4 separate regions of the Mus musculus genome follow, and regions 1, 3 and 4 are each linked to region 2. A link is a contact called in public Hi-C and promoter capture Hi-C data. All regions are on one chromosome and are shown on one strand. The core of a region is the stretch at or near the end of the contact, and the rest is flanking DNA. Distances in the headings are between cores, read along the strand shown.

The links. Promoter capture Hi-C pulls out the DNA fragments that hold promoters and counts their contacts. Hi-C and Micro-C count contacts between places; a contact is called where the count stands out from the background.
Region 1: a contact with region 2 is called in a promoter capture Hi-C map of liver, with 7 times the contacts expected there. The contact joins the promoter of Neu2 here to the promoter of Ugt1a6a in region 2. A contact is called at or near these places in 2 of 39 promoter capture datasets (liver and pre-B cells) and 1 of 9 other capture datasets (macrophages).
Region 3: a contact with region 2 is called in a promoter capture Hi-C map of pre-B cells, with 27 times the contacts expected there. The contact joins the promoter of Snorc here to the promoter of Ugt1a6a in region 2. A contact is called at or near these places in 2 of 39 promoter capture datasets (neutrophils and pre-B cells) and 1 of 115 datasets of contacts at active chromatin or transcription factors (large pre-B cells).
Region 4: a Hi-C map of B cells shows a contact between it and region 2, with 12 read pairs. The contact joins the promoter of Inpp5d here to the promoter of Ugt1a6a in region 2. A contact is called at or near these places in 1 of 484 Hi-C or Micro-C datasets (B cells) and 2 of 115 datasets of contacts at active chromatin or transcription factors (bone marrow-derived macrophages and double positive thymocytes).

What each region holds. Positions count from the first base shown.
Region 1 is chr1:87,572,600-87,575,922 of GRCm38.p6, forward strand. Neu2 (neuraminidase 2) reads left to right here and starts at 1,428. Exons shown (of 4, transcript NM_001160163.1): 1 at 1,428-1,527. It also overlaps a transcript of Ngef not described here.
Region 2 is chr1:88,133,488-88,136,811 of GRCm38.p6, forward strand. Ugt1a6a (UDP glucuronosyltransferase 1 family, polypeptide A6A) reads left to right here and starts at 1,322. Exons shown (of 6, transcript NM_145079.3): 1 at 1,322-1,448. All of the region lies in intron 1 of Ugt1a10 (UDP glycosyltransferase 1 family, polypeptide A10), which reads left to right. The region is part of intron 1 of Ugt1a9 (UDP glucuronosyltransferase 1 family, polypeptide A9); the gene reads left to right. The region is part of intron 1 of Ugt1a8 (UDP glucuronosyltransferase 1 family, polypeptide A8); the gene reads left to right. It also overlaps Ugt1a7c and Ugt1a6b.
Region 3 is chr1:87,468,030-87,471,644 of GRCm38.p6, forward strand. Snorc (secondary ossification center associated regulator of chondrocyte maturation) reads left to right here and starts at 2,172. Exons shown (of 3, transcript NM_028473.2): 1 at 2,172-2,382. The coding sequence starts at 2,310.
Region 4 is chr1:87,618,520-87,622,019 of GRCm38.p6, forward strand. It overlaps Inpp5d (inositol polyphosphate-5-phosphatase D), which reads left to right and starts at 1,793. Exons shown (of 27, transcript NM_010566.3): 1 at 1,793-2,112. The coding sequence starts at 1,970.

The sequences.
Region 1 (3,323 bases), core at 178-2,677, 560 kb before region 2:
TCATTGTCCAGGATGCTGGAGTCTCCAAGGAGACTCTGGCTTCTCCTTTCTGAGACTAAGTAACATCAAATGTGGGCCAAGATGAAGAAAGGGGGAGGGGAAAGGAAAACACAGTGGGGGGACCCAACCAGAGCCTTAATGTCTCTCTGCATTAAGACAGCCATTTCTCTCAAGGCAACAAGACATTGGTCACTAGCTGAGATAGCAGAGTAGCCAAAACTACAGGAATCCCAAGTCCAGCTCCCTGCAGCTGATGGCTTCGTGAATATCCCACATATTGGTCAAGACAGGAAATAAGAACCTTCTATTGCTATATCCAGCTGAGTTTTCTCAACCGAGTCACAACATACTCTGGCTTCTTGGCCACCAAGCACACAAATCTGGAGGGTTCTGAGGGTAGGGTCTTTTGTCCTGAAATGGTCCCTGAGCAGGAGGAGCAACATCAGTGGGGCAGCAACACAGGGGCTGTTACTCCATAGCTGTGAAGTCTCCTCCCTAGAGCACACCTTAACCCTGAGGTTTGAGCCAACAGCACACGGAAATCACAGCACTTCACAGTCTACACATACATTTACAACCAGGGCGAGCACCATGGGGAGTGAGTGCCCTGGTCTTGGAGGGCTCTGCAGTTACTTTAACATGAGGCTTCTGCCTCTCTCTGATTCTTTATCGGTTTTTGGCAAGAGGCCCTGCACGTTCCTGTTGCACAGGGCCCTGTAAGTTATTGACCTGTCCTTTGCAGTACATTGTCTCCCTAGTCTCCACAGCTGGAGGTATAGGAGCTGGAAAGAGGGGTCACCCTGCTTCGTGCTTCACAGATGTTGAAACACGCTGGGCTGGGAGAATCACTAAGCCAAGATGGGCTGGGAGCTCACAGGCATAGCCAGGACCTCATAGGTACTGCTGGAATCTTGCAAGGGTAGCCAAGTTCTCCTTCCCATGGACAGTCTGGCTGCCTTCTCTTTCCTAGTTCTTCTCAATCAATGCTTGCAACACTCTGCACTTCCCCAGCAGTGACCTCTCTTCTACGGTTTCCTTGATCTCATTTCATTAAAAAATAAGATAAAATAAACATATATTTTGCTCACCTGCCAGCCAGAAGTTCCTGGGTGTTAGGCCCCCTCATAAGTGCTTCAGTTTCTTCCTTTCCCATCCACGGTCCTGTCCGGGCACCTCAGTGCAGGTCTGTGTGTCCCCCACATAAGCACACAAGCTCCCTACCTGTCCCTGAGTACTATAGCCTGGAAAAGCCTCCCTGGGAAACATTCCTGACCTTCAGACCTGCCTCCCTATAGCTGGCCCCATTCCTGGGACAGGCACTTCCTGTCTGGGTGTTTACCTTGCTGGGTGCCCTGCACCTAGGCAGGGAGCCAGACACACCTCCCTAGGAGCCAGGCAAAAGGGGAGGTGCCACTGAGGTGCAGGTTGACATGACCCAAACGGCCCCTGGCTGCAAGGTAATATCGGAAGTTGACTAAGAATGGACGCCCCACCACTGACTGACCCGCCCCCTGAGTCTGAGATTGGGTAAGTGTTTATGATCCTCTTGGGTTCTGGTCACTTTTGTGTTAGTATGTGTACACGTGCACACACACGTGGAAGTCAGAGGTGAACACCAGGTCTCTCTCTTATTGTTTTCTGTTTTTCTTATGGAACCCAGGGCTCACTAATTGGCCAGGCTACCTGATCGGCCATCCTCCGAATCTTACCTGCACCCTCCCCTCCTGTCTCAAACTTCCCCTGTGGGGGTTAAAGGAGCACGCCACTGTGCCCCTTTTTTATGTGACAGTTGTGAATCTTCTCAAGTCCCAGTGCACATATGCCAAGCGGTTTGCCAACTAAGCCAGCACTTTTAATCACTGCTTTACATGGCCGTCAGGGCTCAGCTTGACAGCTCCCAGGCAGGGGACACCAGCTGCTCTATTCGAGAGGTCTTAATCAATTGTTACTATTACAGTGAATTATGATTAGTGACGGCTTCCTTCTGCCTGGTGCTTACTGCGTGGCAGGCACTGAACTAAGCAGATTGCATAACCTCTCTGTGTAGCCCTGAGCCCTCACTACAAGTTGAGAATCAGGTGCATTTTAAAGATACATATGTTCATAGATCATCTTGCCCAAGGCCACATAGATAGTAAGCTGCTCCAAGATTGAAACCCATCCTAGCTGGTACCAAAACCTTGCCTCTTAACCCATTGCTTTCATTTCTCAATGCTAATAGCTACACTGCCCATATTTATGTAAGCCTCCGATGAGCTATTGTTTTTTGTGACCTACCGCTGGTAATAAATTAACCCAACCGGTACTGCCAAGAAGCAGGGCATACTTATACTCTAGGTTTCTGTGAGTCAGGAATCTGGGCAGGGCTTGGCCGCGTTCTTTGTTCAGGGGCTCTCACTGGCTGGAGGCAAGGTGGCTGAGGGCCAGAACGCCTCTTTACAAGGCTGTGTGGAGAAGGCACACAGGCCTCCTGGGTTGTTGGCAGGCCTGCACGCCTCCTTGGGGATTGCTGGACTGAGGGCCTTGTTTCCTGCTGGTCATGGCTGGGCAGCTTGCTCTGTTTTGTTTGTTTGCCTCTCTGCCATGACACCTTGCTTCATTGAGGCTGCAGAAGATTCCAGAGATCTCTCTCTTCAAGGACATGGCTGTGTGATGCGCTCCACGTGAGCACGCTCAGCTATGGAAGTCAGATGTCTTCCTTGAAGAATCTCCACTTTATTTATTGAGGCAGGGTCAGTCATTAGACCTGGAACTAGTCAAATCCAGCTAGTCTAGCTAGCTAGCTTACTGTGAGGATCACCGCCTCTGCCCGCTGAGTGCTGGGAACAGCCAGGCCCACCTAGCTTTTGTGTTCTGGGGACCTGGATCCTGACCTCTCGTTTGCATGCCACGCTCTTTCTCAGCTGAGCCATCTCCCAGAACCACAGACTTTTGTGATGTGCTCGTGGAAGTGACATTAAGTGGCATCCCATCACTCTGCCATGCTCTGCTTGTCAGAGAGCCGCCATTAGGTACAGCCCATATGTCACAGTAGGACATGGATGCAGGAAGTAGGCACCATTGAATCTCAGATGTCTGCCTAGTATGACATCCGATTGCCACAAATGTTGGTTCTGGTTTTTGCCACTGAATGCCAGAGGGAAGTAATCTCTCATCCACTCATCCCTGCTTTTTTTTTTAACAATAAAGCATATATATTCTAACTAAATTACAGATCAATATTACTCAGCAGCTAGATTAATACAGTCATACAGTCACTCAAACACTTGCACAGTCCCAAACTCTCCCTCTCCCTATCTTGATTATACATATATATGCATATA
Region 2 (3,324 bases), core at 72-2,571:
TGCCCCAAGCCCCATTTGTTGTTCTTCAGAAATCCCTAGGTTAAAGCTGACCTTCCCCTGTATAGGTAGAAGTAATGTTATGCAAGACACCCTGAGCCTGTATCCTCCCGCTGGACTGGACTGAGCCTCCTGGGCAGCAGGAGGGATAAAACTTAGAAGTGCCAGGCATGCCACATTCCCTTTTCTGGTGCCCAGTACAGAAATACTCCTGACAGCTGCACACCCCCCCCTCTCTCTCTGTGCACATGTACACACACACACACACCAGTCTAAGAAACAGTAGAGTCAAATCTCATGAACAAAGCTTGCAAAGCACCCTCTGGTGATGCTCTGACAGAACCTTGTTGTCCTCTCCTGCCTTCTTCCTGATTTCAACCTATGACCCCATGGACTTGCTGGAAACAAGAACAAGCCAGTCAGTACCCAGGTGAACCTGATTTTCCTAGGAAGGGCCCAGGCCTCGGTAAATTGTGTGTCTGTCATAAAGAATACGAGGGTACAGTTCCTCGTGCTTTCCCCAATTCATGCCAGCTTGCTTAAAGACATTCTTCAGAGAGCTTTTGCTCTGCCACTCAGGAAGGACAGAGCTACAGTGTGCTTCCTTTATGAGTCTCTGGGGAGTGGTTTCTCATTGCTGTAAGCTTGTCTCTTTTCATTCTGAGTCAAAAATCCTGTTTATGTCACAAAAGCCAGAGATCTCAAACCAGACCAGTGCCTCACTGCAATGAACATTAGCAAGTGAACATGTGTAGACAGAGAGACATACTGTGGGACACACTGTGACAGTATTACAGCTTCCATGATGAGATATTTTCAATGCTTTTTTGTTTTTGTTTTGCCTGCTTGTTTATGTGTTAAAGGCAAAGAACAGACACCAGGGGGATGGGTGACCAGTGGGCTGGGAAGCACAATTTGAAACCCACAAAGAATCAATTAAAAGCAAAACAAAACAAAAAACTCCAACTCCCCTCCTCCCTCCCACGCTGATCCTCCACCCCTGCTTGGACTGAGTGGAGTCTTTGTAAGCCTTAAAGAAAGAACTTTCATCTTGGCTATGTTCCTGCTTGCCCTTTGGGGTGGCCCCTTCAGTCCTGCTTTCCTGAGCCCCAACCGACTGGGGTGCCAAGGTTAAGGCAAGTACTGGCAAGCTGGTTCCAATATGCATATGCCTGACAAGGTCTGGGTGAGCCAGTTCCTTGATTCAAAGAACAATTTCCTCCAGGGCAGCCTGATTTCAACATCCATAACTCCCTGGCCCGCCCTCAGCAGTGATTAACAAACAGAACAAATGTAACCCTCCCTCTTTGGTGGTGGTTAGAAAACCCAGAATTCAGATGCTGGCTGATGGTGGCTGACTGGAAACCGACTTCCAGATTTCTTACTCTTGCTCAAGGGCCCTCATCACGTGCTACCTAGAGGCACAGGTCTCTAACCTTACTATCTGACAGGCAAGTAACAGATTATGTGTGGTGAGAGAGCAATACAGAATTTGAAAGATAAGGGCTTTTGTCTTCCTGTGCAGAGCTTCCCAAATGCCTGTTGATTTCATGAGGGGTGGGAGGGAAACCTGTGCTGTTTGTTTGTGATAAGCTGTTGTACTGTTTTCTTAAAGCTTATGCTTAAGGGGCAACTTTTGGAAAGTTTGTAAGGATGGGGTCTGGAACCAGCTTTGAGATTAGAGGGAAGGGCAGAGAAAGGGATTGAAGTTAGGGTTGATTACTGATCAACGGTAATTTAATCAATCAGCCCATCCCCTGTATTTCATGATGCGGCCCCTATGAAAGCACAGAGGGATTGGGTTGGGGAGCTGCCAGGTTGCTGAAGGTGTGGAGGATAGGTTGCACCAAGAACACAGAGAGCGGCCATGTCTCTCCCCCAAGCTCTTGGCATTTCTCCACTGCTGTCTTGTTGCACTATGGGTGCTGCTGCTGTAATGAACCTCTGACTGAGTGATTCTCTGAGTGGTTTGAGCAGAGCTGCTCTGAGGCTGAGTAAAAGAGCCTCTGGTCTGTAGCCAACTCTGCTAAGTGGTTGACTTGACTCATACATGCCTGGTAACACAAGAGCTGTGTGAGTGAAAGTGTGCAGAAGGAAAGGGTCGTTGGTTTTTCCCTTATACACATGTCGAAGGGTCAGCGACCAACTCCTCACAAGGGAGCTGGTTCTGTCTTATCCTTCCTTGAGTAACCTTTTACTATTTGATTGAAAATGAGGCACAAGGATAAAATGGACAGACAGTCCCAATGCCAGTTTACTCACACACAAACTGGTACTCGGAGCCTTCTGTATGCTGGACACTGATCTGCATGCTGCAGACTCAATAGAGAGGAACACTGAGTTTGGTAGAGAGGGACATTAGAACAATGATTGATCCCACCCTGCACATGCTACTAATAGTTGGGAGAGGGATGCATAAATACACAGAAGGTGAGGTAATGATAGCAAGGAAGGGAAGGAGGCCCAGGGCCACAGACTGGGCTGCTGGACCCTGGGCTCAACAGGGAAGGTGTCACGGATGGGACACTAGCAGAACTTTAAAGGAAGTAGGTGATCAGAGCTGACATCGTGTTTATTATGTATATCATCTAGGGGGAGCATCTTAGAGGTTCTAAGGCCATAAAGAGACATCATGACCACAGCAACTCATAGAATGGAAAACAGGTAATTGGGCCTGGCTTACTTTTGAGAGCTTTAGTCCATTATGGTCATGGCAGGAAGCATGGCAGCAGGCAGGCAGACATGGTGCTGGAGAAGAAGCCAGGCATTCTACATCTGGATTGGCAGGCAACAGGGAGGGGGAGACACATTGGGCCTTGGCTGGAGCCCCTGAAACCTCAAAGGCCACCATCAGTGACACCTTTCCTCCAACAAGGCCACATCTACTCCAAGGCCATTCCTCCTAACTTTTTAAATAGTGCAATTTTTTATGAGCCCACAGGGGCCATTTTCATTTAAACTACCAAAAGGAGGGCTAGAAAGCTGCAGACCTCTGGTCACATCAGCCCTGAGCTCTGCTGTCCCTGGAACATGCTTATCATATGTGCTCCAGGTCGCTCTCACTCTCCAGAGTTCTGTCATTTCAGAGAGATCAATGCCATGCATCAATAAGAAAGGCTTGGGCCATAGGTGGGAAAGTTTATTTGATATCAAACAAGGAGATTCAAAATACATTCTAGGAGCCCATTGGCATTTTGGAGCCCATTTTAGGAAATGAACACAGTTTTCTCTTAGCAATACCAAAATGGTCATTTGCTTTCCTAGAGCATCCTCCCCAAGGGTGCTGTGGAATTTCTCGAAGGTTCAGGCTATGTAGCATTGCAACAG
Region 3 (3,615 bases), core at 922-3,421, 660 kb before region 2:
ACTAAAGTAAGTGTCTGTGAGGACATGAAGCGCCATGAACCTCAAACTGTTTTCAGACAGTGCGAACCTGAACACTTGCCTGCACTTGGACCCAGAAGGTTCATTTCCAGACACATAGCCAAGAGACACTGGCATCCACAAGGGAGGATGTGCAAGAACATGGAAGCTATATTTGTAAGAACCCCAGTCTGGAAACATCCTGATTACTACGGATGCTCTGAGACACACTCTTAGGGCAGTATATGTCCCAGCACCAGAAGCAAAGATGCCCATCGGTGGGTGTGGGCTTGAGAGGAGCCATGCTGGCATGCCGAGCGTGGTTTTGGCTGATGGGGGCAGAGATTACACACATGTACATGGATACAAGAGTTCGCTGACCTGTACACAAAATTTCTGCACATTTTTTTTTTTTATGATTTGGATATGAAGTGTCATCCCAAAAGGCTCGTGTGTTGAAGGTATAGTCTCCAGCTGGTGGCACTATTGAGAAAAGATTGCATTATGTGTGTGGTAACTTCATTAGTGACTTAGCTGTTTCATCGATGGGTTCACAGCTGAAGGAAGCAGAACCTGGTTGGGAGTAGACCTCAGCATGCTTTTCAAAGTGTGTCTTGTCCCCAGCCAGGTGTGTCTCCCTGCCTTTCTTCCTCTGCTGTGAGAACCGCAGCCTCCCCTGTTCCCTGCCACCACTGTGATGCTCTGCCTCTCCGTAGGCTCAAGCAACAGGACAAGTTGACCAGGACCATAAAACCTGCAGCCATGAGCCAGAGTAAACTCTTTTAAAAAGTCATCTCTGGCACTTTGTCACAGCAACGAAAGGTTGATTCATGCACCTCGTGTGCATGCTTCTCTTCTGAAAATGAACACACAAGGGGGAGCGATATGAAAATTCATAAAAATGTAAGTGCTGTGAAGAACCTTAAAGTGACCCAACGACAGGACACAGGCTGACTGACCAAGCTCAGACCTGGAGAAACATGATGATGAGTGTAGCTACTACTTTCTAGGGAAGAAGATAGAGTGCAAAGGCCCTGGGGCAGGAGCCACGCTAGTATCCTGCAGGAGCCCTATTGTTGGGGCCAGCAGCTGGAACATAGGGAGAGAGCAGGAAAGCAGAGGGAAGACTGGCTAGGGAATTTGCCTTTTTGTTTGGAAAACTATGAAGTAGCAGAGCCTCAGGGGCTTAAGAGACTTGGGGAACTTGCAGGGTGAGCACACCTGTGTGTGTGTGTGTGTGTGTGTGTGTGTGTGTGTGTGTGTGTGCGCGCGTGTGTTGAAGTCCATCTGTGGGTGTAGGCAGAGGCTGAGGAGGCCAATGTGCTTGGTCAGACCTGTTGGGAAGGTAGTGAGCTGAACTCTGAGCCAAGCCCAGGCTTAAAGGTGAAACTGAGTCTCTGGATTAGTGGAGAGTGCCTACAAGAACAAGGGAGCCAGGGAGAAGGACTTGTGCATTGAGACCTTCCTGGAAGGGGCCTAGAGCGGCTGGCCAAGGGGCTTTAATAGAAAATGCCTCACAACCTTAGCTTTAGTAAGGGCCAGTGGAAGGGTCCTGAGCAGGGTCTCCCAGAGTCCTGAGCACAGTGGCTCAAGGCATTTGTTGTGCCTGGGTGAGGCTCCTGTCTTGGGAGGCTGGGAAAGTTTGTACTTTCACTAGTCCAGGAATATGTGTGTGTGTGTGTGTGTGTGTGTGTGAGAGAGAGAGAGAGAGAGAGAGAGAGAGAGAGAGAGACAGAGAGAGTGAGACAGAGAGACAGAGACAGAGAGACAGAGAAGAGAAAGAGGAGGGGAGCAGGGCAGAGACAGAGAGAGAGGAAAGGAACCCTCTCTCTCCCCTCCCCTCCCCTCCCCTCCCCTCCCCTTCTCTCCCTTTCTCTCCCCTTTTCTCTCCTCTCCTCTCCTCTCCTCTCCTCTCCTCTCCTCTCCTCTCCTCTCCTCTCCTCTCCTCTCCTCTCCTCTCCTCTCCTCTCCTCTCCTCTCCTCTCCTCTCCTCTCCTCTCCTCTCCTCTCCTCTCCAGGGTGGGGCTGTTTGGTAGTTCAGGACTGCAGGTCTGTCTGAGTGCGCTCTCTCTCTCTCTCTCTCTCTCTCTCTCTCTCTCTCTCTCTCTCTCTCTCTCTCTGTGTGTGTGTGTGTGTGTGTGTGTGTGTGTGTGTGCATGCGCGTGCATGTGTGAGGGGCGGGCACGGTGTCCCAGGAGGACAGAGTTTGCATTGATGAAAACCCTTCCCAGCTCTTTGAAGCCTCTTTCCCGCTGCCTGAGCCCAGCCGCCTAGTCCTCTGTGTCCCATAAGACTGCTCACTCCCTGCCAGGATGGCATCTTGTCTGGCCCTGCGCGTGGCGCTGCTGCTCATCTCTGGGGTCCTGGCCCCTGCGGTGCTCACAGGTAAGGGGCGCAGGCCCTCAGCTCTGCTGCTACCAACTTCTCAGGGCCAATAACTACCACTGGGACCAGATCCTCCAGTACCTATGGGGTACAAGCCCCTCACACAAGGTGGGATTCCCAGCTGTGGTGATTCTGGGAGACTCCCACAATGCTGGCTGGTAGAAACCGAGTAAGATGATGTATGTTAGCAGCAGGATGGGTGGCCATTGAAAAAGACTTGGGTATCAGGGTCTGGTACATTTGGCTGTCTGATGTTCTTGGGGTAATACTTTGCCGCTAGAACACCTGGAGACTTCTGGACCTGGGAGGCTGGAGGACTCATCAGACATAAGGCAAAGGGCTAAAGGCCAGAGACCCTCTGGGCAGAAAACCCAGAGACTCATGATTCCTTTAAATTCTGCAAACCCTTTCCTTCTGACTTACGACCTAGGTGCTGTCCCCATAGAGATAAATATTTCTTAGAGTCTTTTGCAGGATAGTGAGGAAACTGGACTGAGCCCTAGGTGGCCTCTCTGGGGTCTGAAAAAAACACTGCATGGCAGGCCTGCTCTGGGTCTGCTTCAGAGCAGGGACATAGGCACAGATAGGCTTTGATTATGAGAAAATAAATCTCGCGCAGTTGTTCAGTAGTCTGCAGAAAGGCCTCTGGGTTCCCTGGTTGTCTTACAACATTGCTGCCTGAACTTTAGGGGTGTCTGTGTGTCTACAAAGGAAAGAAGTCACCTCTGTGGTAGAAGCATAGCCTCGGAACTCGCGGCCACACCCCAGGATGGTGACGGTGGTCTGTGGGCCGTTCTACCTCCCCTCAACACCCCAGGAAATAGCTAAAGACCTGACTCTGCCCAGCCTGGCTCATACCTCTCTTGGCCATTTCCTAATCTGTAGAAGGTGGCACCCACTACGCTGCCTCCCTCATAGTGGGATGCTAAGGCCTCACCAGGGCTCAATGCAGGGCTCTGAGGATGGCCAAATGTCCAGTCAACACTCAGTGTTCAGAGTGTGAGCAGGGTTCAAAGCCCGAATGGATTTTGGGGAGAACCATCTCTTCTCATATGTTGGGACACACCCAGCTTCTGGAGTGGGAGCTGTGCTCGGTAATGTAGCCTGAAGTACCCCTGAGTTAGGACTTACAGTGGGAGGAGGCATTTTCTATTGCCTAGGACTTGGAGCTGAGACCCACACCGCTTCCTGCCACAGTGAGGCTGTTGCCTGGCAGGACCCTGCAGCTGGAGC
Region 4 (3,500 bases), core at 543-3,042, 510 kb before region 2:
TTTTAAGCATATGTAAAGACTGTGGGACTTTTAAAGTTATTTAGAATGGGGATGAATAAGATTGTAAGGGTTGAGGCTTACTAGTGATGTGTTTGTGTGTCAAGTTGACAAGGGGTCAATTGTACTGGCTAGCTTTGTGTCAACTTGACACAGCTGGAGTTATCACAGAGAAAGGAGCTTCAGTTGAGGAAATGCCTCCATGAGATCCAACTGTAAGGCATTTTCTCAATTAGTGATCAAGGGGGAAAGGCCCCTTGTGGGTGGGACCATCTCAGGGCTGGTAGTCTTAGCTCTATAAGAGAGCAGGCTGAGCAAGCCAGGTGAGGCAAGCCAATGAAGAACATCCCTCCATGGCCTCTGCATCAGCTCCTGCTTCCTGACCTGCTTGAGTTCCAGTCCTGACTTCCTTTGGTGATGAACAGCAGTATGGAAGTGTAAGCCGAATAAACCCTTTCCTCCCCAACTTGCTTCTTGGTCATGATGTTTGTGCAGGAATAGAAACCCTGACTAAGACAATGTGTTAGACAGAGATTTCCTAAGGAGGGCTGCATGGGGTACTGTGAACTTGAGAGGACTCCATGAAGGGTCCCTTGTAGAGTTAGAGTTAACATCTTCAGCCTCCAGGTGGCAAAATCAGAATGTAGACGTGAGCTCTTGTCGAGACCATGTCCCCTCCCTCTGGCTCAGGACCTGGCTGGAGTACTCTACCCACTCTCAGATTTCCCACCAGCTGTGCCCTGCAGGCCCCAAGCTCCTGCCATGGATGACATCAACACAGCTCCCATGTCCTCCACACACCAGAGCTCCTTTCTGAATTACACCCTGCAGTCTAAAGAAAACTGAGGCTGAGAGCGATAAGCTCAACCAAGCTCCAGTATGTGCGTGCATGTGTGTGTAGGGGGGTGCCTGGCTTAGGTCTGTTGTCACATCTAACGTGACAAGGTTCAGATGAAGGAGTGAACAATCACCACTTCTGCCGTAAGCCAGCACTTCCCTTGGTGGGCCTGGCCTGAGGAACAAGGTCACCCAGCTCTGGGATCAAAGGGACAGTGGCTACCTTAGTACCTGCAGAACTCAGCTAGTACTGAACGGTGACCTTTAAGGGGTGAGCAAACATAGCCATGTCTAGCCACAGAGGGAATAGCCTGACTGGCCATTTGGGCTTCTGCAGTGCAGAACGCGGTAACATATATCACCAAAGTGGCCAGCTTGCACCATAGGGACATGTAAGCCCTTCCGTGAGCCCCAGGTGCCCAGCAGAGGTCCAGAGGGGCCAAACCAGACTGTTTTAGCTAGGGAATAGTGTTGCTCACAGTGGGCTGGGTCTTCTGACATCAACTAGCTTCATTAAAACAACCCCTACAGATGTATCCACAGGCTAGCCCAATGCAGACGTTCCCTCATGGAGATTCTCTTCCTGGGCAATCCTATGTTGTGTCAAGTTGACAGTTAAAGCTCACCATCACAAGTATGCTGGGTGGCGCTGGGGAAAACTGTGACCACCCTTGTGGACATCAGCAAAGGTTTCTGAGAGCCATGCCTTTGGCCTATTCACAAATGTTGGGCCAGGCTTGAGAAGTCAGCCATGAAACCTGACGCTAAAAGAGCCCTTGCGTCCCTCGTGTGGAACTTCGGCTGATAATGGACGCTTCTGGAGGTTAGGTCCCATTCAGGGGAAATAGAGAGCCAGTGAGTGAGAGGGTGGAGCAGGCAGCCAGTGCTGGCTGGGTGGGAAGGTAGATGATGCCCCCCCCCCACTTGGTTTCTATAATGAGGAAGTTCTGTGCAGCTCAGTTTCCTCTCCCTCGCTGAGTGCCTGAAACAGGAAGTCAGTCAGTTAAGCTGGTAGGAGCAGCAGAGGCAATTTCTGAGAGGCAACAGGCGGCAGGTCTCAGCCTAGAGAGGGCCCTGAACTACTTTGCTGGAGTGTCCGTCCTGGGAGTGGCTGCTGACCCAGTCCAGGAGACCCATGCCTGCCATGGTCCCTGGGTGGAACCATGGCAACATCACCCGCTCCAAGGCAGAGGAGCTACTTTCCAGAGCCGGCAAGGACGGGAGCTTCCTTGTGCGTGCCAGCGAGTCCATCCCCCGGGCCTACGCACTCTGCGTGCTGTGAGTACCCGTCTCCTCCCAACTGTCAGATCCAGGGACCACTGAGGTGTGGATCCAAAGGGGGAACCCCTGTAATGGGAGTTTGAGTTAGGTTTATGTCATAGGATGGTGGGACGTGACTGGCACTTCGTTGCCCTGTGGGGAGGGGAGAAGGGGGGGCAGCATCTGAGGCCCACTTTGGACCTTGGCGTTCGAGTTCAGGGAGCCTGTGTCATGACAGGCTTGTGTGGTGCTAGGGCTCTCTGAGTGACTCTGGGCCTCCCCTATACTGCAGCCCTCCATGACCTGTGGTGCCAGGGGTCTCCGTGAGTTCCTGTGGCAGGAGCAGGGACAGAGTCAGGAAGAAACTCAGGCCTCTCTGGTGGAGGGTGTATTGGAATGCATTTTGGTCAGCTCAAGCGTCAGTCAGGGACTCAGTGAAGGGCAACCTTGGCAAAAGGGTCCCCTCCTCCACCCTGCTAGTATGTGGTCTTAGAGCTAATTCTATTTGGGGAGCTGAGTCCGGGGTGCATTTAATCAGGATAGGATTCCTCGTGTACACATTTTACTCTAGGCTGCAAGGACACAGGAAGCCACAGAGCTGCTCTCTGAGTAGGTCTCTGTCCCTCCTTGCACTCAGCTATGTCCCTCCCTATCCAGGTCTCTGCCCCCGTTGGTACCCCCCCACAGCCCAGTGTGAAGATGTTGCTGAATATGCTGGTTATCCTAACAACAGAGGAAACAGCCACTTGCTGAAGGTTCCTTTTTAACACTCCGTCCGTCTAGCGTCTTCTGAGGAAGGCCGCCACCCCTATAGTCCTGTGGTCAGACCCTGTCCAGGCTTCAGGCTGGAGCAGGGCAGGAACACTGTCAGGAAGGGTGTGCCTACTTGAACAGCACAGGTACCATCTGATAGATTGTCCCTGGACTGAGAGAAAGATCTTTCAGAGCAGCTAGCTGCCCCCCCCCCAATCTTCATGCAGGAGGGAAGTGGGTGACTGACCACAGACTGTTCTGAGCTCTGACTCATGTTGGGACCTGCTGTGCTAGGCATTTGTTGGCTAGTTTCATCTTCAAGAGAGCCAGGAGTGTGGGTTCTATGAACACCTAGACCTGCGATTAAGGACCATGAGGGCTGGACAGGTTACAAACATCGAGGATAAGGTCGGTCATTTGCTCCCAGAGACCACTAGCTTGTGCTGCCTACCTCCTACCACCATCAGGCTAGGCATGCCAGTGGACTTGAATGGAAGTAAGAGGAGCTAGAGTGTTCACAGAGTTGGGGGCAGGGGCACTAGAAGCCCGTACAGGCTCACGGCTGGCTGAGCATCTTGTGCTGGTGGAGTTAGCAGCCAGCTTCCTGCACACCCACCAGCATATTTCAGGAGAAGCACTGCAGGTGGCCTGGA